Linked DNA regions of Mus musculus: all the other regions are linked to region 5. A link is a contact called in public HiChIP or PLAC-seq and promoter capture Hi-C data. All regions are on one chromosome and are shown on one strand. The core of a region is the stretch at or near the end of the contact, and the rest is flanking DNA. Distances in the headings are between cores, read along the strand shown.

The links. Promoter capture Hi-C pulls out the DNA fragments that hold promoters and counts their contacts. HiChIP or PLAC-seq counts read pairs in DNA pulled down with a chosen protein or histone mark. Capture Hi-C pulls out chosen DNA fragments and counts their contacts.
Region 1: a promoter capture Hi-C map of adipose tissue shows a contact between it and region 5. The contact joins the promoter of 9130230L23Rik here to the promoter of Nsun7 in region 5. A contact is called at or near these places in 11 of 39 promoter capture datasets (the 3T3-L1 cell line, the C10 cell line, the HPC-7 cell line and 5 more), 2 of 15 datasets of contacts at CTCF or cohesin (large pre-B cells and pro-B cells), 7 of 484 Hi-C or Micro-C datasets (bone marrow-derived macrophages, brown adipocytes, embryonic stem cells and 3 more), 4 of 115 datasets of contacts at active chromatin or transcription factors (bone marrow-derived macrophages, effector CD8 T cells, embryonic stem cells and 1 more) and 4 of 9 other capture datasets (adipose tissue, bone marrow-derived macrophages, liver and 1 more).
Region 2: a contact with region 5 is called in a promoter capture Hi-C map of trophoblast stem cells, with 3 times the contacts expected there. The contact joins the enhancer-like site here to the promoter of Nsun7 in region 5. A contact is called at or near these places in 10 of 39 promoter capture datasets (the 3T3-L1 cell line, 3T3-L1-derived adipocytes, embryonic stem cells and 6 more), 1 of 15 datasets of contacts at CTCF or cohesin (the NIH/3T3 cell line), 1 of 484 Hi-C or Micro-C datasets (bone marrow-derived macrophages) and 2 of 115 datasets of contacts at active chromatin or transcription factors (bone marrow-derived macrophages and craniofacial prominence).
Region 3: a contact with region 5 is called in an H3K27ac HiChIP or PLAC-seq map of microglia, with 5 times the contacts expected there. The contact joins the enhancer-like site here to the promoter of Nsun7 in region 5. A contact is called at or near these places in 3 of 39 promoter capture datasets (3T3-L1-derived adipocytes, liver and stem cell-derived epiblast-like cells), 1 of 15 datasets of contacts at CTCF or cohesin (large pre-B cells), 5 of 484 Hi-C or Micro-C datasets (embryonic stem cells, liver, megakaryocyte progenitors and 1 more), 2 of 115 datasets of contacts at active chromatin or transcription factors (embryonic stem cells and microglia) and 1 of 9 other capture datasets (liver).
Region 4: a FOXA1 HiChIP or PLAC-seq map of pancreatic cancer cells shows a contact between it and region 5. The contact joins the enhancer-like site here to the promoter of Nsun7 in region 5. A contact is called at or near these places in 2 of 39 promoter capture datasets (the 3T3-L1 cell line and stem cell-derived epiblast-like cells), 1 of 484 Hi-C or Micro-C datasets (nephron progenitors) and 2 of 115 datasets of contacts at active chromatin or transcription factors (microglia and pancreatic cancer cells).
Region 6: a FOXA1 HiChIP or PLAC-seq map of pancreatic cancer cells shows a contact between it and region 5. The contact joins the enhancer-like site here to the promoter of Nsun7 in region 5. A contact is called at or near these places in 6 of 39 promoter capture datasets (the 3T3-L1 cell line, the C10 cell line, HPC-7-derived erythroid cells and 2 more), 2 of 15 datasets of contacts at CTCF or cohesin (large pre-B cells and pro-B cells), 5 of 484 Hi-C or Micro-C datasets (bone marrow-derived macrophages, embryonic stem cells, group 2 innate lymphoid cells and 1 more), 9 of 115 datasets of contacts at active chromatin or transcription factors (CD8 T cells, bone marrow-derived macrophages, embryonic stem cells and 4 more) and 3 of 9 other capture datasets (adipose tissue, liver and pancreatic islet).

Annotation. Positions count from the first base shown.
Region 1 is chr5:66,002,982-66,006,727 of GRCm38.p6, forward strand. It overlaps 9130230L23Rik (RIKEN cDNA 9130230L23 gene), which reads right to left and starts at 1,304. Exons shown (of 7, transcript NR_027961.1): 1 at 1,229-1,304.
Region 2 is chr5:66,032,476-66,035,809 of GRCm38.p6, forward strand. The region is part of intron 4 of Rbm47 (RNA binding motif protein 47); the gene reads right to left. Among named protein-coding and RNA genes, the nearest start is that of Gm40310, 24 kb to the left of the region's middle. Within about 2 kb of position 2,041, at least 30 of the 459 cell types and tissues checked have an H3K27ac peak or open chromatin away from gene starts, as enhancers often do. A contact at or near this core is called in trophoblast stem cells, where this site is marked.
Region 3 is chr5:66,126,315-66,130,054 of GRCm38.p6, forward strand. The region is part of intron 2 of Rbm47 (RNA binding motif protein 47); the gene reads right to left. Among named protein-coding and RNA genes, the nearest start is that of Gm26725, 23 kb to the right of the region's middle. Within about 2 kb of position 1,842, at least 12 of the 459 cell types and tissues checked have an H3K27ac peak or open chromatin away from gene starts, as enhancers often do. A contact at or near this core is called in microglia, where this site is marked.
Region 4 is chr5:66,496,344-66,499,584 of GRCm38.p6, forward strand. All of the region lies in intron 2 of Apbb2 (amyloid beta (A4) precursor protein-binding, family B, member 2), which reads right to left. Among named protein-coding and RNA genes, the nearest start is that of Gm52775, 5.5 kb to the right of the region's middle. Within about 2 kb of position 1,653, at least 47 of the 459 cell types and tissues checked have an H3K27ac peak or open chromatin away from gene starts, as enhancers often do. A contact at or near this core is called in pancreatic cancer cells, where this site is marked.
Region 5 is chr5:66,257,827-66,261,587 of GRCm38.p6, forward strand. Nsun7 (NOL1/NOP2/Sun domain family, member 7) reads left to right here and starts at 2,072. Exons shown (of 13, transcript NM_001302833.1): 1 at 2,072-2,495; 2 at 3,015-3,418. The coding sequence starts at 3,103.
Region 6 is chr5:66,053,248-66,056,728 of GRCm38.p6, forward strand. The region is part of intron 3 of Rbm47 (RNA binding motif protein 47); the gene reads right to left. Among named protein-coding and RNA genes, the nearest start is that of Gm40310, 45 kb to the left of the region's middle. Within about 2 kb of position 1,379, at least 36 of the 459 cell types and tissues checked have an H3K27ac peak or open chromatin away from gene starts, as enhancers often do. A contact at or near this core is called in intestinal crypt epithelium, liver, pancreatic cancer cells and 1 more, where this site is marked.

The DNA.
Region 1 (3,746 bases), core at 54-2,553, 260 kb before region 5:
ATGAATTTAAAAGCTTGGGGCCTCAGACCCTTTTTTTTTTTTTTTTTGGGTTTTTTGGTTTTTCGAGACAGGGTTTCTCTGTATAGCCCTGGCTGTCCTGGAGCTCACTTTGTAGACCAGGCTGGCCTCGAACTCAGAAATCCGCCTGCCTCTGCCTCCCGAGTGCTGGGATTAAAGGCGTGCGCCACCACGCCCGGCTGGCTCAGACCCTTCTTAATGAGCGAGTTCTCTCAACTGCAGAGCAGCACCTTGGCCTTGACTGACAATAAAAAAAAATTACAGTGGGAAAACAAGGGTGTGCTCAAATAAGTAAAGGAAAAACAAAAAATAAAACAAAACAAAAAGACCAAACAAACAAACAAAACCACCACACATCATGGAAAACGAGCCCTTACACACAGTTCCAAATTTTCCATTCAAACAAACAAACAAACAAACAAACACAAACAAATCTTATGTATAGTCTCATTGACCTAGGATGGTCTGGAGCCACGTATGATGGTGCTTGTCTTTAATACAGCACTTGTGAGGCAGAGGCAGGTGGCTCTGATTGGATTCAGGGTCAGCCTGGTGTACATAGTGAGTTCCAGGACAGCCTGAGCAGCACACTAAGACCCTGCCTCAAAAAAAAAAAAAAAAAAAAAAAAAAAAAAAAAAAAAAAAAGGAAAAGGAAAGGAAAGGAAAGGAAAGGGAAGGGAAGGGAGGGGAGGGGAGGGGAGGGGAGGGGAGGGAAGGAAAAGAACAAGGAATTCTGTAGATGAATCGCCGCCAGTGCTTCCAATCTTCCCCAGGGACAGGTGAGAGAGAATCTTCCCACTTTCAGCCAAGGTCTAGTGTACTACACTCAGAGTGTTCAGCCTGCATGCCATTACTGAGTTACGGACCTCAGGACAGCATGGAGAATTATTCCCATCAGCCTTCAGTCTATCCCTTCATTACCTCTAAGCCAGGAGTCCTAAGCGTTGTCTATAACCTCCCATCTCTTACTTTAGAAAAACCATTTACAGTGCCTCTTTCCTTTTTAAGAAAAAGCTTTTGCCTCATCCAGCCAGTATTCAGGAAAAAAAAGTTGTCTTCTGAAACTGGTGTGTGCGTGTGTGTGTGTATGTGTGTGTGTGTGTGCACGCGTGCCCCCGTGGGCGTGTGTGAAATCTCCCCAAGCCCTACCAGTTTGGGACTAGAATCTCCGGGCCTCAAGCAACCATCGTCCTCCCTGTAAGTCCTCACCTTAGATGGCTTCTATCCCTCTAGGCAGTTTTCGCCACACCCAGATCTTGCCACCTGGTGCTCTGCCTTCTTTTCTAATCCTGGTGCCCCTTGTCCTACAGCTTTGAACTGGGTTCAAGGGGAGGGAATGAAGGAGCCTTCTCAGCTGTCAAAGGTCTTTGCTATCTGAGCGTTGCAAAAGCAAACAGTCTAATCTCTGTGTAGCTAGGCAGGGACAGAGTGAGGCAGACAATCTTGTTTGTCATAGAATAACAGAAGGCTAGAACCGGCCGCCTCTGAGATCTTCCGTCCCAAGATACACAAAGGAGGAAACCAAGACCCAGAGAGAGTGGAGTGGTCTGCCCAAGGTCGCACAGACCTGTTTAATACCTGCAACTTACTCAGCTACTAAATAATTAAGCAATGCTTCTCCCCGCAACAATCTTGCAGGCTAGGTATGGTGATTCATAGACAAGAAGTGGAAGCCGGGTGACTAGCCCAGGTCTCCCCTAGCTAAGCAGGAAGCCAGGTTTCCAACATACTCTTAGCTACCTGTATGAGCCTACATCACAAGAGTTGTGAGCATACCAGACTATCTAAAACAGGATTGGCACTTGACAATTGGTGTTCCCTAAGTGAGTGACCAATATACTGGGGGCGGGGGCGGGGCGAAGCGAAGTGTGGGGTGGGGGTGGGAGTAGGGGAGGGGATGGGAACAACACCTGGGCCCCACAGGCCTCTACGAGGGGGGCTGGGAAATGTTGAGGTTGGATCAGGTGCCAGGCACTGGGCTTTACTTCCTCATTCACTTTATCCCTGGCATTTCGCTGTGGAGGACACAGAAGAGTGAGGAGGTGAACTTCCTCACAAAACTGTGTAAAATCAGAGCAACAGAGCTCTGATGAATAGGATTGAACGGGGTCACGTTCCTCCGCCCCTCTTCCTACCGCCTGCCGCGTCTGTCTTTTCCTCTTCCCAGCGTCCACCAACCCAAGGCTTCACCGCAAAACTGTTGCTAGGTCCTCCTTCCCTTTGTCCCATTAAATGTTCTTTTCTGCAGACCACTCCCTGCCCCAGAGGCTACCTGATAAGCTGATTCCTGAGTGGCTTTCACAGGAAACCTGTTCTCCCTTTAGGTAACCCAGTTGACCTTTAAATGTCAAATCGTCAAGTTTCCAAGCAAACTGAGGAGAATGGGAGTGGGAAGCCAGGCAAGGTGTCACACAAAGTAAGGCTCATTTCCCTGTTCCTCGGTTTGTCCGGAGACTGTTCCTCCTTCCGCAGCCCCGCAGCCCCGAGGAGTTCAGCCCATGCAAAGCATAGAAGTGAAACTTATTTGCATCCTGTTCTCAAACAAAGGCCATACCTGTGGGACATTGGTTAATTCCCAACCACCCCTCCCCTCCCAACTCGGAAAGACTGAGGTCACGGTTCCAGCTTTGGTGCTGTAGGTGAGGTGGGGGGGGGGGTGAGGACACAGGACTTAGAAGTTCAGGGTTCTTCTGTTCCAGGACAGACAAGGCAAGGTAGTAGAAATACATTTAAAATAATGTAATAAATACTTAAAATTCACCACCATGATTTATATAATTAAATAACTAAGGTCATTTTCATCTGTTTGGTAGAAGTTCTGTTCTGTGATGGGCCATTGCACATGTCTTAGCTCTACACTCAGTCAGAGAAGATATTTGGGAAACCTGGGGTCAGTCATGAGGACACATTGCAGCATAGAAATTAAGAAATGCAGAAGAACTCGAGCAATGGTGGCACACACCTTTAATCTCAGCATTTGGGAGGCAGAGGCAGAGGCAGAGGCAGAGGCAGGCGGATTTATGAGTTTGAGGCCAGCCTGGTCTACAGAGTGAGAAGAAGAAGAAGTAGAAGAAGAAGAAGAAGGAGGAGGAGGAGGAGGAGGAGGAGGAGGAGGAAGAAGAGGAGGAGGAAGAGGAACAGGAAGAAGAAGAGGAAGAGGAGGAGAAGGAGGAGAAGGAGAAGAAGGAGGAGGAAGAGGAGGAGGAAGAAGAGGAGGAAAAGGAGGAGAAGGAGAAGATGAGGATGAAGAAGAAGAAGAAGAAGAAGAAGAAGAAGAAGAAGAAGAAGAAGAAGAAGAAGAAGAAGAGGAGGAGGAGGAGGAGGAGGAGGAGAAGGAAGAGGAGGAGGAAAAGGAGGAGAAGGAGAAGATGAGGACGAAGAAGAAGAAGAAGAAGAAGAAGAAGAAGAAGAAGAAGAAGAAGAAGAAGAAGAAGAAGAAGAAGAAGAAGAAGAAGAAGAAGAAGAAGAGCTAAAGAAGAGGGCTGGAGAGATGGCTCAGTAGTTAAGGGCACTGACTGCTCTTCTAAAGGTCCTGAGTTCAATTCCCAGCAACCACATGGTGGCTCACAACCATCTGTAATAGGATCTGATGCCCTCTTCTGGTGTGTCTGAAGACAGCAACAGTGTACTCATATAGAGAAAATAAATAATAAAATCTCTTAAAAAAAAAAAAAAAAGAATCAGGGCTTACCTCTGTGAAAGCTATCTGTTAAGAATATGCCAGAAA
Region 2 (3,334 bases), core at 791-3,290, 230 kb before region 5:
CCTCCTAAGCCACATCACATGTATTTCATATACAATCTGTTGTTGTTTTCTTTGAACAGGTTGGCCGGTCCCAGGTTAGCCTCTAGCTCATGACAACCACCTTGCTCAGCCTCCTAAGTGCTGGTATTTCGGGCATGCGTTATCACTCTCTGATAGTTTCACACATAGATAAAATATATTCCCATAGTCCCAGTTCCATCCCTTGCCCCACAACCCCCCATGCAGGCTCTCATCTTAATCTAAGCTGCAGTGCAGTATTTATGAAATCTGGACAAAGAAATATTGGTGAGAGGGCACGACTCAGTTCCTGACCCTCTCATGTGAATGACAGTTTGAGAGACAGAGGACGTTTTCATTCTTCTACCCATCCATCCATCTATCATCTATCTACCATTCACCCATCTATCCCCCACCCACCCAATAGTTTCTGAGTAAGCTAACCCTGTGCATCCCCATGTTAGCTGCAGGTAGGCCTTGTGGCGCTCACCTCCCAGCTAGCTGAATTATGCTGAGACACAAGGAAGTTGAAGTCTAAGCTCTTTACATGCCTGCCTACTGACCAGGAACTGCTTCCAAAGGGTCAAGCTTGACTTCTTAACAATTTGTTTCTAATAAGATCACAGTCCTCAAGGTCAATGCCCAGCCACCTCAGAATTTAATAATTAGTCCTGAATTTGGGGGAGAACCAGGAGGGCTGGATACCTGGGAGGGATTAGAAGGAGAAAAGGCAAGAGGGGGAAATGGTGTAATTATATTTTAATTAAAAATTATATTTAAAAAAGGAAAAGAAATGGCCTTGTGATAGGGAAGAAAAAAAAATACTAGCCCCAGGGAGCTAGAGAAATGGCTCAGTGGTTAAGGGTGCTTGTTGCACAGTCATGTGAGCTAGAGTTGAGACCCAACAAACATCCACACGAGCTGGGTATCCTGTAAACATTTATAACTCCGGTTCCAAGGAAGCCTACCTCTTCATCTGGCCTATGTGTATATGTGTATATCTACTCACACAGACACACAGTCACATTCACTCACACACACACACACACACACACACACACACGAGACTAATAAATAAGCAAACAAACAGACATAAAATGAACCTTGAAGGCCTGGTGTGACATCACAGGCTGATCACTCCAGCTTTTAGGAGACACTCCAGCTTTTAGGAGATACGGAAGATCAGGGGTTTGAGGTCATGCTTAGCAATGTATCAGGTTCCAGGCTGGCCTTTAAGACTGTAGTTCAGTGGTGGAATATTTGTCCAGCTAGTGCAAGGCCCTGAGATTAGCCAGGTGGTGCTGGGGCATGACTTTAATCCCAGCCCTAGGGAGGCAGAGGCAGTCAGAGTCTAAGGCCAGCCTGGTCTACAGGGAGGACAGCCAGGGAGGGATACAAGGAGAAACCAAGTCAAAATACAAGTCAAAAAACAAACAAACAAACAAACAAACAAACAAACAAAGGGATTAAAAATTAGCCTTGGACTGGGTGTGGCAGCACACAGCTGCAACCTCAGCTCCCAGGAGGGCGAGCAAGGAAGAGGCTTGTGCCTTCTAGACTGGCCTAGAATATTCTCTTTAGAAGGGCAAGGGCAGGAACACACGGCAGCATGCTGTGCAGGGAAGTGTCTGAGACAGATGCCAAATACTGAATGTCAAGATCCTTGTTTAAGGTAGAGGTGTGGACTGGCTATGAGTGCAACAAGCATCCAGACACATAGCATAGACTTCTCCAGTTCAGGGGAGCCGTCAGAGTACTTCAGATTTCAGAGCACACGAAACAGATGGAGTCGGAGAGAGCAAGGGTGATCTTGAGTCCTCCAGTGGTGAACCACGAGGGGGACCCTGTAAACTCTTCAAAGCTTCACAGACTCATCCGTAGAGACTGTTATGTAAAAGGCAGCGCTGTGCTCTGTGTATCCCCATGGATGGATACCATGGGGAAGGGGTATCATTAGGGTCTCTACCTTACAGAGAAAGAAACAGGCATGGAGCAATGAGGTAGAAGCTCTGGGAATGAGTCGCAGTGTCAGCCTGACTCAGAGTTCACACCACAGCTGCAGCAAATGATCCTCCTCATAGGGGGAGGATTAGGGGAAATGATATGTGACGGGCTCCTGGGGCAAAACCTCCAAATAAGGGATCAGGGAATGTCACTATAAGAAACTTGAACGTGAGCTCGAGGCAAGAATCCTGGCCCTGAGCAAGATTCTTGTGTTTACAGGAAAGCAAGCAAAAGGTTCCCAGGGCCAGGGTCAGCTTTAAACCAGTCAGCACAGACGCCTAGCCGGTGAGTTCTGGTGGAGACTGGTGTGTCAGCCTCCCGGGTGCGTGTCACAGGTAAGCTGGCTGACTTCTCTGGTGCTGTGGCTCAGGCATCCAAGTATAAGTCTGATTCTCACCTAAGCCTTGGCTAGAGCACTTTGCAGAGGCTGTTCCAGAAAGAACCTGAAGAGACTTGCCACACGAGCTGCAAATGGTCCAAGCATCCCGGTGGATGCCAGATTCCTGGGGAGGCAGGACCCACCCAGTACATGCTCTCTTTGTGCATGCTGAATACGCTTTCCTCCTCACGGAGGGCAGCCAGCATCAAAGTGAGCACAGCAGGGTATTTGAAGGGACTCATTTGTTCAGCTTGGCATATGCTACTGTATGAAAATATACTTTCAAAAAAAAAAGCTATCGCTATTCTGGATTCTGGTAGAATTTTTGTTCTAGGTTACATTTGTACTTACAAGGTAAGCTTACATCACAAACTCTCAGATTTGAGTTAGGGTTTTAGTAAGGTTCAGAGTATCTTTCACTCAGATTTTTAGCTTTTAATTGGTTCAGCAAAGGTTGCCACTATACTTAAGAACTATTTCTAGTGTTCAAAAACCAGTCTTTATCAAAGGCAAGTATGAGTTTATTCTAGAATTACTTGGATTGTCAGTTAACTTTGGTTCATAGTTCTGAAGTGTGTGTGTGTGTGTGTGTGTGTGTGTGTGTGAGAGAGAGAGAGAGAGAGAGAGAGAGAGAGAGAAGAAGAAGAAGAAGAAGAAGAAGAAGAAGAAGAAGAAGAGGAAGAGGAAGAGGAAGAGGAAAAGGTGGAGGAGAGTCCAAACAATGAAAGTGTCCTTTCTGTGAGTTCAAATCTCATGTGTGCCACTTTCTAACCCTGTCCCATGAGCTCTGACTTTCATTCCCACACACATCACTAAATTGGTTTAGTCAGCAGCTGCTACCTGAGAGGATTCATTGACACTTGAAGACACCTGACTCACAATATGCTAGAAAGATTAGCAACTGCTATTGTTGTTTTAAAGAATGTTACTTAAGCTGCCTTAAGTGGTTCATGC
Region 3 (3,740 bases), core at 592-3,091, 130 kb before region 5:
GAGAGGCCAGTGAGCTTAAAGGCGCTTATCCAGACCCTATCCCAAACCAACTTTGAAAAGCCTGGAGATGTTCACTCAGTAGTAGAGCACTTGCCTAATTTAGGAGACCCTAGTACACAGTGGAAAATGACGCCCATCTTGGAAAATGGATTCACCATCCTTCTGCAAGTGAGTCACGCGGATGAAAATGGTGATTATCATCGGATGAAGTTTTGTTGCTGTTGGTTTGGGTTTTTTTTTTTTTAAAGAAAGCTCTAAAAGTCCAAATGCCCCAAAATAGTTCACTAAGAGGACTTTAAAGGACAAAATTATTACAATCTAGGAAAGTGAGTTTAGCAAAGACATGTTTAATTTGACCCTTAGTGTGTGTCCAATCCTGCTGTTCCTCCTATAGACGCTCTGATGAACTAGGTGGTCTGTGACTGCTTTGACCTGGAAGTGACACTCATCTACTCTCCCTTCCCTTCCCTTCCCTTCCCTTCCCTTCCCTTCCCTTCCCTTCCCTTCCCTTCCCTTCCCTTCCCTTCCCTTCCCTTCCCTTCCCTTCCCTCCCCTCCCCTTCCCTTCCTTTCCCTTCCCTTCCCTTCCCTCCCCTTCCCTTCCCTTTCTCTCTTCCCTTCCCTTCCCTTCACCTTCCTCCCTTCTTTCTTTCCTTGTTTCTTCCTTTCTATCTTATTTTTTTCCAGTTGTTTGAGACAGGGTTTCTTTAGCCCCGACTGCACTAGAACTCACTATGTAAGACCAAGCCAGCCTGAAACTCACAGAGATCTACTGCCCACTGCCTCCCAATTGTTGAAATTAAAAGGGCTGTGCCTACACAACCAACCTTAAAAGAAAAAAATAAATAAAGTTTATCTACCTTACAGGGAAGACACTGTGGAGAGACCACATCAAGAGACAACAGACTGTGGTTGTCCATTCTACCTAAGAGGTGGCTTCTCGATACTAACCATCACTGATCACTGGAGCCCCAGCATCATTCAGGAAACTAAACCAATACAACCCTTTTCCTCCCTAGAAGGGTGGCTTTCATCCCCCCAAAAAGGTCTGTGATATTATCCTCGAGGGCAGAACTAGGCTCCACAGATGAAAGCTATAAAGAAAATCCTAGCCAGGCATGATGGTGGCATGTCTGTAATCCCAGCATTTGGAAGATTGGTCAGGAAGATCATGAGTTCAAGGCTAGTCTGGACTACAAAGCAAGATCCTACTTCTTAAAGGGGAATGGAGCACAAGCCTTTAACCTCAGCACTTGGGAGACGGAGGCAGATCTTGTCTACATAGAGAGTTTCAGGCCAGAGAAGGCTACATACTGAGATCCTGTTTATAAATAAATAAGTAGCCCCAGAAACTGGGTCTGTAGATCTAATTGGAAGTTTGTTTTAGGGAAAACTATTTAACTTTCCTGTGTCTAGTTGCACTCTGTAAAATAAAGTCATTAGAATAGCAGTGTCAGGGAGCTACGCACACAGGTACCAGGTTTGCTATCACAAATGCTGGAGAGGCTTGTCTGCCCTGGATGAAATGTCAAATCAGAAATCCCCTATGGTCCCGTCCAACTGCAAAACATGCCCTCTGACTCCTCAGCCATTCAGGAAAGCTGGGGCTTACCCAGAGCTGACAGCAGCCCGAAGCACTTTCAGCCACATCTTAATCAAGAATCAACGGCAGCATTCTCCGTTTGTTAACTTAAATGTGGTCACCTAATCTGTCCTTAAGACCCTTAATGGTCTAAGAAAAGAAAAAAGGGAAGCAAGAAATAAAAGAAAAGGAACAAAGTGTTGAATTCACATGCTAAGAGAGCTTCACTGGCTTGTGTATTGGTTAGCAACTGGGCATACTAAGCTACAAAGCTTCCTCTGGGGTTCTCTGCCTGAAGTGACAGCCTCCTTCTACAGCTCTCAATCCCCAATTCCAACACAATGAGACCTTGAGTTACCCCAAATGACAAGACTTGGAGGAATTTGTTTTAATTAGATATTACCTTAACTAATGAAAATTTAACTTTAATTTCTTCATCTAGAGAGTGAAGATAAGAGTGAACCCTCAACTAACTTCATAGCACCTTCTGGTACTATGGTACCAAGCTTCCAAGGGAAGCGAACCACCAATATCCTACCCAGCTGAACCGTCTGAGTCATGGCACCCAGCATGGCACATTAACCGTAGGAGTGCAATAGTGGCACTCACATTTTGGTGACCACCAACAATTAGCTCTCTGATTGGACTTAAGATCTACTTAACAGGACGGAAATCGTTCCTGGTCCTGGAAACCTAGCCCACATCCTGGGGCTGCAGAGATCATGGATGTTGGAGATTCTACTGAGGCCACATAACAAAACAAACATAAATCCTAGCTGCACTCTAAATGCATATGCTTATGCACACGTAAGTGTAGTTCTTGTCCCTCAAAGAAATTTTTCTTTGCAACAGGCAGAAACCATTACAGAAAAACCACAACCAATCAATGCACAGAGAAAAAAAAATAATAGTGAGGCACCCAGCCCCAGTGTACAACACAACTCCTGTACCTAAGGCTTGGGGAACAATGCAGAAGAGGGGGGGTGGGGGTGGGTAGAAGGATTGTGAGAGCCAGAGCAACACAAAATCTGCTGTGAAACTGTACCTCCTAGAAATAACAGGAAACCTTCACCCGTGGTGCCTCAACAACACAGCTGCCTAACTGAGACCTGAAAAAGCAGAACACCAAAGACAAGCTAAGATGGAAGGGGGTGATCTCATGGAGCCCCATCCCTTAACAAAGAACTAAAGGTAACCAAGGAATACTGAGAGAATGAGCCTGTCACCAAGTTACCCAATACCCAGTGACCAGCCCTGAGATCATACATGCGCACAAGGACACAAAATGAGCCCAGCAAGTTGTATTTATATAGTCATCATATCCACTTCACATGCATAGTCACACACACATTAATAATAACAATTTAAAAGAGGCTGGAGAGATGGCTCAGTGGTTAAGAATACTAGCTGGTCCTCCAGAGGACTCGGGTTCAAGTCCCAGTACCCACACAGTGGCTCACAACTGCCTGTCACTCCACTTCCAAGGAATCTGACACCCTCACACAGACATACATGTAGGTAAAACACCAGTACAGATAAAATAAAAAGAAATAAATCATTTTTTAAGTTCATAAAAAGAGAAAGAAGGGCTATGGTTTTGAAAGGGAGCAAGGGTAATATGGGAGGGATTAAAGGGAGGAAATGGAAGAGGGAAATGATATAGTTATATATTTTTTCATTTTTGTTATTAGAGATAGGGTTTCTGTATAACCTGGGCTTCCTGGAGCTTGATCCGTAGCTGAGGCTGGCCTTGAACTCAGAGATTCACTTGCCTCTGCCTCCCAAGCGCTGGGATTAAAGGCATGAGCGGCCATAGCCTGGCTAAATTTTTTAAAAATTTTTATGTATATAGCTATCTCTGCATGTATGCCTGTGCATCATGTAAACACAGTGCCCTTGAAGGCAAGAAGAAGGCGCCCTATCCCCAAGACTGAAATTAAAGCTGGTTGTGAGCCGCCATGTGGGCAATAGAAGTTGAACTCAGACCCTTTGGAAGAGCCACGAATGCTCTAAACTGCTTAACTATTTCTCCATAATTATATTTTAATTAAAAAACAAACAAACGGGGCTGGAGAGATGCCTCAGTGGTTAAGAGCACGGTCTGCTCTTCCAGATGTCCTGAGTTCAAATCCCAGCAACCACATGGTGGCTCACAATCA
Region 4 (3,241 bases), core at 403-2,902, 240 kb after region 5:
CTGTGAGAAAGTAGTTTGATCCTTCCAGTCTGTAGTGGCTATTCCTGGTTGTCAACTTGACTAAAGCTGGAATGAACTACAATCCAGAATTGCTTCCAATTCTCACCAGTGATCCCAATCTGGAGGCTGGGAGATAGAAGTTTCTGGGTCTATCTTGTCATGGAGATCTTGAGGCATAGTGGCTATGAATCCCAGAAGATAAAGACAGGAAGATCTCTGCTTTCAAGGTCATCTGGGATTAAAGGCATGGTGGCCCACACCTTTAATCTGGGCTACACCTTCTGCTGGAGACTACATAAGGACACTAGAAGAAGGAAGATTTACTCTCTCCTTTGACTGCTTGCCTTGTTGGGACTGAGCAACTGCTAGATCCCTGGACTTTAATTCACAGCTGCTGCTGACCATTGCTGGGAGTTGAACTGCAGACTGTAAGTCATCAACAAATTCTCTTACTGTATAAGTTCTGTAACTCTAGAGAACTCTGACTAATACACAGTCTAATTCCACTATGTTGGTAACAATACACAACACACACACACACACACACACACACACACACACACACACTTTTCTCCAGTGCTCAGGTGTAGAGTACCTTGCACACGCCTGGCTTGCCCTTGGCCTCAGAGCGCACTAGCAGCACTGAAACAGACCTCGGAGCCAGCCATTCCCCTTTCACTCAAGAAGGCAAGGGGGCAGAATAAACACACTACTCACTCGGATGCAAGCCAGAGGAGGAAAGGAATCTACCAGCCAGTCCAAAGTGTTTACTGTGCAGCTTTTTAATTACTGTATTTATGACACTACCCATAACATATTCCCCACCACAAATGTTCCAGCAGGTCATTAATCCTTGACAAATACATTAATGTTCCTCCCCCCCCCAAACCCCCTACAAATTCTTGTTGTGCTGATGTGGGGCAAAAATGCTAAGAATTCTCTTCAAAGTAAATACTTTATGTCAACAGTCCTGGCTGCCACTGCTCCTCAGTTAACTATTTCCAGATAGTATTCCAGTGTAAGTATTTGGGGCTACTGACCTTAAAGATGAATTTGGAAATAAAATTTGTAAAACTAGCTTTGCCTGATGCATCATTTTTGTCAGAGGAACAGTGGTGCAAACTCGCAAGAAGGTGGCTTGCGCTCTTCAAAAATAACATGTTCCGTGACTCATTAATTCTCAACACACCATTGCCCGTTATGACATGGTAAGACTTCTGCTTTTTAAAAAATCTCCAGAAGTCACTGAGAATGGCCAAGATTCTCACAATAACTGAAGGATTACCTGCCTCAGCACTAAATGGGTTTAATTTCAACCACAGAGCACTAATGTTTCTCCCAGAGAATTCAAAGTATGATTAATCATTGTTTGGGCACTCACGAATGTCGGTGACACCACTAATTATTTTGCTGTGTTGGAACATGAGCACAGGCGCACGGAGGTGGGGGTGGGGGTGGGAGGGGGTGGGGAGCAAGTCTGCCGTGACCAGGCAGGTGCTGGGTTTCTTCCGCCACGAGGCACGCAGGACAAACTGACAGTCAGACGCTTGCTGAAGCTCCAATACCAGCTACAAATGGACTACACAGAACCAGAGATAAATGCAAGTTACTGACCCAGGCAGGCCTGGAGCCAAGATCACAGAGAGAGGGGCTGACTTCACTCACGTGTGTGCTGCTGGACCTGGGCTAGGTGACCTGGCAAGGTCCTCAGAACCTATGGGGTGTGCGCAGCTTTTGTCCTCTGGCTCAAGGTCTGTCTGTCTGTCTGTCTGTGGTTGTTCTGTTGCCTTATTTGTCAGTTGTCTCCCCTCTCACTCCAGAGAGCTACATGGCAGCTACAGCATCTACCTCCCCTTTTCTTCAACTCAGCAATGGTTTTAAAAAGCCAGAGTACTGGAGTATAAGAGAACAAAGCTTAACATACCAGGCTACACAGAAGGTCTGAAGTGTGCTAGGCTGACTGAGCACACAGGCTGTTGAGATGCCTTCTTCGTTTATTTATTAGTTCTCAGAAAATTCCAGTATTGGTCCTTAAGCATTTGAAGTCACAGAGTACAAATACAGGCAAGTCTAACACAGACCCTTTGATGTTGCTTGTTAAGTGACCCCTGTTCTTCTACAAGACTTCTTGAGAAATTTAGCAAGCAAAAAAAATTCCAAAAACAATAGAAATAGTGGTTCTCCTGGGAGCTGTCTCTGGAAATGCAGGAACATTCTAGAAACTTGGAGAAGGGAAGGCTTTGTCTCTGTTTCAGTGAGAGGTTGGGGGCAGGGGGTGTCACTTAGCCTTTGAAACTATGTCTGTAAAATGGCCTCAAGATACCTTCTCTACAAAGCTTGGTGAGAACAAGACAAAAGGCTCTAGAGAGAGAAAAAACATGAACGAAACTTTTAAATAGAAACAGAGTACATAAGCCACCATGATACAAGTCCGGGTGATTCCCACTACCTTACAAGGTACTTTCTCAAAACATTAACAATAATGATTATAATATTAGTATATGAGACAAGGTCTCATGTAGTCTAGGCTGGCCTGTGTCAAATACTTTTTTGGTAAACACTGCTTCTTGGCTGATAAATAAAATGTCCTTAACTACTCAAACAGAAATACAAGTATTATACTACTTCCAGATTTGAGATTTTATTCCCTATTATGTTTTCCTGTCTATGTTTCTTCTTTTGCATGTAGCTGAACTTCTTTCTTCTTTCTTTATAGAATCTTCATGGGCTTTTCCTCTTTATCAGTATACTCCTTGCAATAACTATTACAGAACCCGTCTACTACCTAGCAGTGTGTGAAACCTTATCATATGCCTTATGCAGAGGGCACAGGGTGCTCCTACTCAAGGACAGGACTAGAGAAATCAGGGCCCTTAAACTCACAGGCTTTTCTCTTCAAAGGAAGGGATTCACACCTGTTTCAGCCCAGAAGGTTGGAAGTGGGTGTGATCAATAACCTGGTGACCTTCGGCTATCTGTAGAGCCATGTTTCACCTGGACTCCTGAGCACTGTTTCTCAGTCAATAGAACCCAATAGAACCCATTAATGAGGTCCTATGCACTTTGCAAAGGAGTCTGCTATTAGGTTTATTCCAGACCCCCCTCTAGACCCTTATCCTAGGCACTATTTCCCAGTCAATAGAACCCACTCTTAAGTAGGAGGTCATGCTTTGCAAAATGTAGTCACGCCTTAATAATTGTCATAAGGAAACATTTTTCTTAAGTCATACTGTGTGTGCTT
Region 5 (3,761 bases), core at 822-3,321:
TTGTCCCTCATCAGAGGAATGGATACAGAAAATGTGGTACATTTACACAATGGAGTACTACTCAGCTATTAAAAACAATGAATTTATGAAATTCCTAGGCAAATGGATGGATCTGGAGGGTATCATCCTGCGTGAGGTAACCCAATCACAAAAGAACTCACATGATATGCACTCACTGATAAGTGGATTTTAGCCCAGAAACTTAGAATACCCAAGATACAACTTGCAAAACACATGAAACTCAAGAAGAAAGAAGAGCAAAGTGTGGACAATTTGCCCCTTCTTAGAATTGGGAACAAAACACCCATGGAAGGAGTTACAGAGTCAAAGTTTGGAGCTGAGACGAAAGGATGGACCATCCAGACACTGCCCCACCTGGGGGTCCATCCCATAATCAGCCACCAAACACAGACACTATTGCATATGCCAGCAAGATTTTGCTGAAGGGACCCTGATATAGCTGTCTCTTGTGAGGCTAAGCCAATCCCTGGCAAACATAGAAGTGGATGCTCACAGTCAGCTATTGGATGGAACACAGGGCCTTCAATGGAGGAGCTAGAGAAAGTACCCAAGGAGCTAAAGGGATCTGCAACCCTATAGGTGAAACAACAATATGAACTAATCAGTACTCCCAGAGCTCGTGTCTCTAGCTGCATATGTAGCAGAAGATGGCCTAGTTGGCCATCATTGGGAAGAGAGGCCCCTTGGTATTGCAAACTTTATATCCCCAGTACAGGGGAAACACCAGGGCCAAGAAGTGGGAGTGAGTGAGTAGGGGAGCGGGGTGGGGGTGGGGGCCGTGGCGGTGGGGGTTGGGAGTAGGGTATAGGGGACTTTCAGGATAGCATTTGAAATGTAAATGAAGTAAATACCTAATTAAAAATGGAGGAAAAAAAAGGTCTAGCAGAACTATTTTAGAGTGTGTGTTTTATATCTGGAAAGAATAGAGAAGGTCAATCAATATAGGTATGTACACAGATATAGGTATGTACACAGATATCAATAATGAAAAAATGAAGGCTGCCAAGATCTGAGTTCCCCAACTGTCACAGTTGTGATGGCAGGTCCCTGGTCCTGTTTGGTTTCTGCTTTCAGTTCTGAACACAATGGCAAACAGAAAGTAAGATTTAATAAACACTTGCTCAAATCAGGGGGAAGAGGTATGCATATAACAGGACAACGCCTTTCTGTCATTATGAATCCCCCCCCCCCCACACCCAGCTTACAGGAATTCCCTTGAGTTTTAGTTGGATGCATTCCCCAGCCTTTGTTATTAAGCATGTTCTGTGACTAATTCTGGAGTGGAAACCAAGCAAAATGATGTGTGCATCTTTCCAGCCCTGTCCTTGGAAGGCATGGGCATGTTGTCTTCCTCCCCCTTCTGCCTACAAGTGGACTCGGGATGAGCAACAGGGGCCACCTACCAGAAACCTTGCCTTTCTCAAAGATTTACTGAGTTGGTAAGATACTGCTAGCAGATGCATGAGTCCTCCATACCATGGCCTTTGGGCTAATTGCACAGGGATACAGGGATTACAAAATTTAAAGAGAGAGAGAGAGAGAGAGAGAGAGAGAGAGAGAGAGAGAGAGAGAGAGAGAAGAGAAGAGGAAAAGAAAAGAAGAGAAAAGAAAGGAAAAGAAAAGAAAGGAAAAGAAAAGAAAAGAAAAGAAAAGAAAAGAAAAGAAAAGAAAAGAAAAGAAAAGAAAAGAAAAGAAAAGCGAATTTTTGAGTCTCATGCCTAGACTCAGAATCCCTGATGATGGGTCCAGCCATCTCCATTTTAACGGGCTTCAGGTGCCTGAGAGTTAAACCGCCGGAACTACTTCACCTACTTCAATCTCTAAGTGTTTAAAGAAGGAGACCAAGCCAGAATGCTCAGGAACCCTGGCCTGAGCTTCCAAGTGGGGCTGAACGGCTGCCAACTGCCCACAGGAGTACAAGAAACTGGTGAAGAGTCACCCCTACCAGTTCCCACTGGGAAAGCCTGGCGCAGAGCCCTTCCCCCGCCCCCTCCCGTTGCCATGGAGATCCGGGCACCCTGAGGGACCCGATTTCCGCATCCAGGGTTCAGTGTGGACCCAGCTCCTTGCTCCTTGCTGCCTTACCCACTAGGGCTGCCTCACGAGCTCCGGGACGGTCACGAGAAGTGTCCCCTTAGGGACCCAGAGCTCCGCTTTCTTTCAGGGACCCGGAGAGAGCCGAGAGCTCGGCCTGAGCAGTGTCCCCGGAGCGCGAGGGCGAGCCCCGAGGAGGCAGCGTCTCCCTCAGGGACCCTGGACGTAGCTGGCGCGGGCGCCGAGCGCTTTCCCCCGGCCGAACCCGGTGGGTGGTGTGGCTGCACTTAAACCAAACGGCCTCCGCGGGCCGCGGCTTCCCGGGGCTCCCGAGGGCCTGTTACCTCCTCCATCGCCCCAAGTGCAGAGGCTGCCGCGTCTTCAGCCCCAGAGCCCCGGAAAACATCCCAACCCCAGAGAAGGGCGGATTCGCGGAGAAGGTGATAGGACCTTTACTCCCTGGGATGCCGGGATGCTTAGGGGGACCTAGTGGGTCTGTCCTTAATGGGCTGTGACAAAGGGTGCTGGTGGTGGTGATGCTGGTGGTTGTGGTGGTGAGGTTCTCCAGCTGTCTCCCCCCCTCCCCCCACCCCCTGTGCAAGTTTTCATTGCAGTTGGAAGTATGGGATGTTCCGATGGGCTAGTACATGTCATGTCTCTAAGGTCACAAAAAAAGGGGACATCAAGCCAGGCGGTGGTGGCGCATGCCTTTAATCCAAGCACTTAGGAGGCAGAGGCAGGCAGATTTCTGAGTTCAAGGCCAGCCTGGGCTACAGAGTGAGTTCCAGGACAGCCAGGGCTACAAAGAGAAACCCTGTCTCGAAAAGAGAGAGAGAGAGAGAGAGAGAGAGAGAGAGAGAGAGAGAGAGAGAGAGAGAGAGAGAGAGAGAGAGAGAGAGAGAATTAAGATAGGTGCTGTAGATACAGAGATTTACTAAGATAACCTTCTCTTTTCTCAGAGACGATGCTTAAGACTACAAGGATAGAGATCTCCCTGGACCACATGATTTGAACTTGAAGCTTGAGTTATTGACATCAGGGGCAAACATGCTGGACCCAACGAGTGAAAGGGACCTTTTTGACCAAGAAAACATGGAGGAGATCTCCCAACTCGCTTCCCTGGAGATGTCGGGGGATGTAGTCGCCAATACAAACTCTTCAACCGTCGTCCTAGAAAAACCCAGCTACCCAGACTCCGTGTACGTTACGGCAGCGAACATTTTTCAGGGTATTCGGATCCAAAGGTCGCCAGACAAAGTCATAATAAATTACGGAAGTGAACCCCTGCAGCCCTCCTCCTCCCGCTCCGAGGATGAATCTTTCCAGCGCTTGTCCTATGAGTTGGCTTTCAGTACCCTGAAGTGTAAGTAATAGCAGTTCCTAAAGAGCAGCGCTAAAAGAAAATGGAAAAGCCAGGCACGGTGGCTTATACGTAGTACAAGGCCAACCTGGGCCACAAAGTGAGATTCTGTTTCAGGAGGCGGGGGTGGGGGGTTGGGGGTAGGGTGGAGGGTGGGAGTGGGAATTAATGGAATGCAGCCTAGCTCCTCAAACATATGTGTATCACAACAGTCTAAAAATGAAGGCGTCCTAAGGGGGACTAGAGAATTCGACTGCATTTGCCCTTAGATAGGTATAGTGGGGTCGTTAAAAAGAGCAGGAGCCGACATGGTTGTATAGGCCTGTACTCCCAGCGGCTGAGCCTT
Region 6 (3,481 bases), core at 129-2,628, 210 kb before region 5:
CAAGGGTGCCGGAAAGAAGGCTTAGTCAGTAAAGCGCTCACTGGGCCACCCTGACAACCTGGCTGGATCCCCACAGCCAGGTAAAGGCCGGAGAGAACCAACTCCACACAAGTTGTCCTCAGACCTATACAGTACACTGTGGCACACACACACACACGCACACACACACACATACACACACACACGCACACACACACACCACATAAGCGCGCATACACCCTTAATATCCGGTGATAACCACAGTAACATTCTCTTTACAAATCAGATAAAAATACCAAATACTAAATGCTTTTGATGTAATATTTTTATCCAACACTACCATCTCTCAGCCCTTAAATAAATGTCCAGTCTATTCTGTTACAGAATACAAACCCATGCTGAGCCATTTTCGGAACAAAGCAGCAAACTAGTTACAGACATTACAGGCACGTTTACCTTTGACACTGACAAGAGAATGCTCAGGTGAGTAGCTGTGAGAGCCGGCTGACACTACAGGCTGACGACGCATGGACTGACAGACAGACGCGTCTAACGCTCTGTGCCCACACTGACTGATGGCAGCCATCTCCCACCATGATGGAGGAGGGCTCCTAAGACAGAGAGATGCTCCGCTTGATGTTCAGCTTCTACTGCTATGCAAATCGCTTCATTTTTAAGTAGATAGGTGAGAAAGACACTCTGCTTTCTGGTTGTTGTGGTTAATATTAGAACAGAGCGTGGAAAGTTGTCCTAAAAAGTATTATAGTTATAGTCAAGAGCATAGTGCCTGTGGTTAGATCCATTTCTTAAAACTATCGTCGGTTTGAAAAAGAATGTCTCAAAGTAGAGTACCCAAGAGGAAATACCAAGGCTCCAGTTTCACGTATCATCAGACTGCTGATTCCTAACTTATTTTAGTTATCACATTTTCTCCTCTAAAGACTGCTTTTGCGACACCATCGACAAATCCTTGCTTATACTGTATCGCTTAAATGTAAGAATTTTTTAAGTAAGCGCAGTGGAAAGCTGTAAGACTAAGCAACATCTTTAAAAAAAAAGCCCACCCATCACTAGAGAACAGGAGGCAAGGTAAGTAGAGAAGTGTTTAAAATTCTCAAGAACTTATAGACGTATACACCACTTTTAATTAAAACAAAAAACCAAAACAGATGGACCGACGCTTAATGCCTTAACCAAACACAACCATTCTCCACACCTCAATGAGGATAAATAAGAATAAATAAGATTTCCCTACCTTTCCAGGCTTCGATCTGGATGTGCAGGCTAATTGCGACCACAGCCCGGCTTGGCTTCAGCAACCTTTGCCCCTAACCCCAGGAACAGCGTGACTCTGCCCTACGTGGCTCCTGGCTCGGCATTGGCCAATGGCTTTGAGCCTTGGGAGTCATTTGCTAAGGACACCTGGAATGAATTTGAAGGCGTGGCTCAGAAAGCAGGGAGGGGCCATAGCTGTCCTGGGGAAATGCTTTGTAGCCTTACAAAGATTTTAGTGCAAAACCTATTCTAATAGATGACTGGGGAAGCCCCAAGAAGACACTGCATTGCATAGAAAGGAAATTTGACAGAAATATTTTAATCGTGGCTAAAATTAAATGAATGATTTTCTTACCAATCATCTCAGAGAATCATGTGGGTGCCCACTGCTATTGAACCACTGCTTAATATAAATAAGAAATGTAGTAATTCCTACTTCATGTGAGATGTTGTGGGGGTTAAATAAACACATTTAAGTGAGCCCAAAGTCTTCTGGCAAATAGAAAATACTAAAAAGTGACACTGTGAGACATCATTACACACTGTGAATTATTAGAAAGGGTGACAGTTCTAATCCCAGAATATGGGAGATTGCACTTGGAGGTTCAACAACAGTCACAAGGCCAGTATAACATACCTAGTAAAACTGCCTCAAAAGTCTTAAAGAAAAGTATGGTGTTGCCACAATTTCTTGGAAATACTGAATTTTTAGAAAATGTTACTTTCCCCTTGTGTCATATCTAGGCTAGGTAACTTGAATTACTGGGCACACTCTCATCCAAACACTACCAAAACCCAAAAATTTTAAAAAGATTTATTTATTTTTATGTATACTGTAAATACACTGTAGCTATCCTCAAACACACCAGAAGAGGGCATTGGATTCCCATTACAGATGGCTGTGAGTCACTATGTGGTTGCTGGGAATTGAACTCAGGACCTCTGGAAGAGCAGTCAGTGCTCTTAACCGCCGAGCCGTTTCCAGCTCCCCAAAAACCAAATTTATAAATATGATAAAAATAGGCAAAAATCCCATGTGAGCATGTTTATTCATTTGAAGCTGAAATAGATTCACCTGTTAGAAGCTGGGACAAGCAGTGGGCGGCACAGGCAGAGAGTTTGGTAAAACGAGCATCATGGTACTAAAGACAAGGAAGATCCATAGCACTTTGGGGTAAACACACTCCATCTCTCACCTGAGGCAGACCCTCAGCCAAGATGGCTCTGCAAGTAAGAGTTAGGAAATCGGGGGGAGGGGGGAGAGAAATTGAGGTTTGTGTGTGTGTGTGTGTGTGTGTGAGAGAGAGAGAGAGAGAGAGAGAGAGAGAGAGAGAGAGTCTTCACACCATGTGATACCCAATACTCTCTGAATGAGTGTGAAAGTAAGCTTCAAAGCCTAAAGAGAAATGAAAACCTGCCAGCCTCCTAACGTAACATTTCAGGCTGGGGCACAGAGCAGTGGTTGTGTGTGTGCCTACTATGTTCAAGCCCTGGGTTGAACCCCAAGATGGGAATAGGGAAGCCAGGTTTGCTGATGCACCTCGGCAATCCCAGTGCTGGCTAGGAGTTCAAGGTCATCTTTAACTACGTAGCCAGTTCAAGGCCAGCCTGAGGCACACAAGGGTGTATCCCAAAATACCAACAAACAACACTGTGTTTTCCCTTGGTTCACGTCACTGAATTATATGATTTTTTAGACTGTCAAAAGACCAGAGGGGCAAATGTGTTTCCAGTCTTCTATCCATATTTTATAAAGGAAGGTTTTATTGCTTCTAAATAAAATGATCAATACTGAGAAATATTAGTGACTTAATAAAGACTAGAAATAAAAAAAAAATCTAAGATTGTAAATTGTTAAATATTACATGAAACCAAACTCTTAGGCTAATTGAAGCAAAACTAAAGAATCCATAGTGTGTAAGCCAGTATTTTAAAAATTATATATTTTAAGCTAGAGGGGTGGGCGTGGTAATGCACACCTTTAGTCTCAGCACTTGGGAGGCAGAGGCAGGCAGATCTGAGTTTGAGGCCAGCCTGATCTATATATAATTTTTAAAGGACAAATTTAAATTCCTTAATTTAACAGGACCCAGTAACATTTTTTAAAGCTATGTGTTTATTTAGGGTGTCTCATGTGTCTCAGTGAGCATGGGATCAGAGGACAGGTGCTTATTTGCTTTCACCAGGTGGGCTCCCGGAATCAAACACAGGTTAGCAGGTTTGGGGG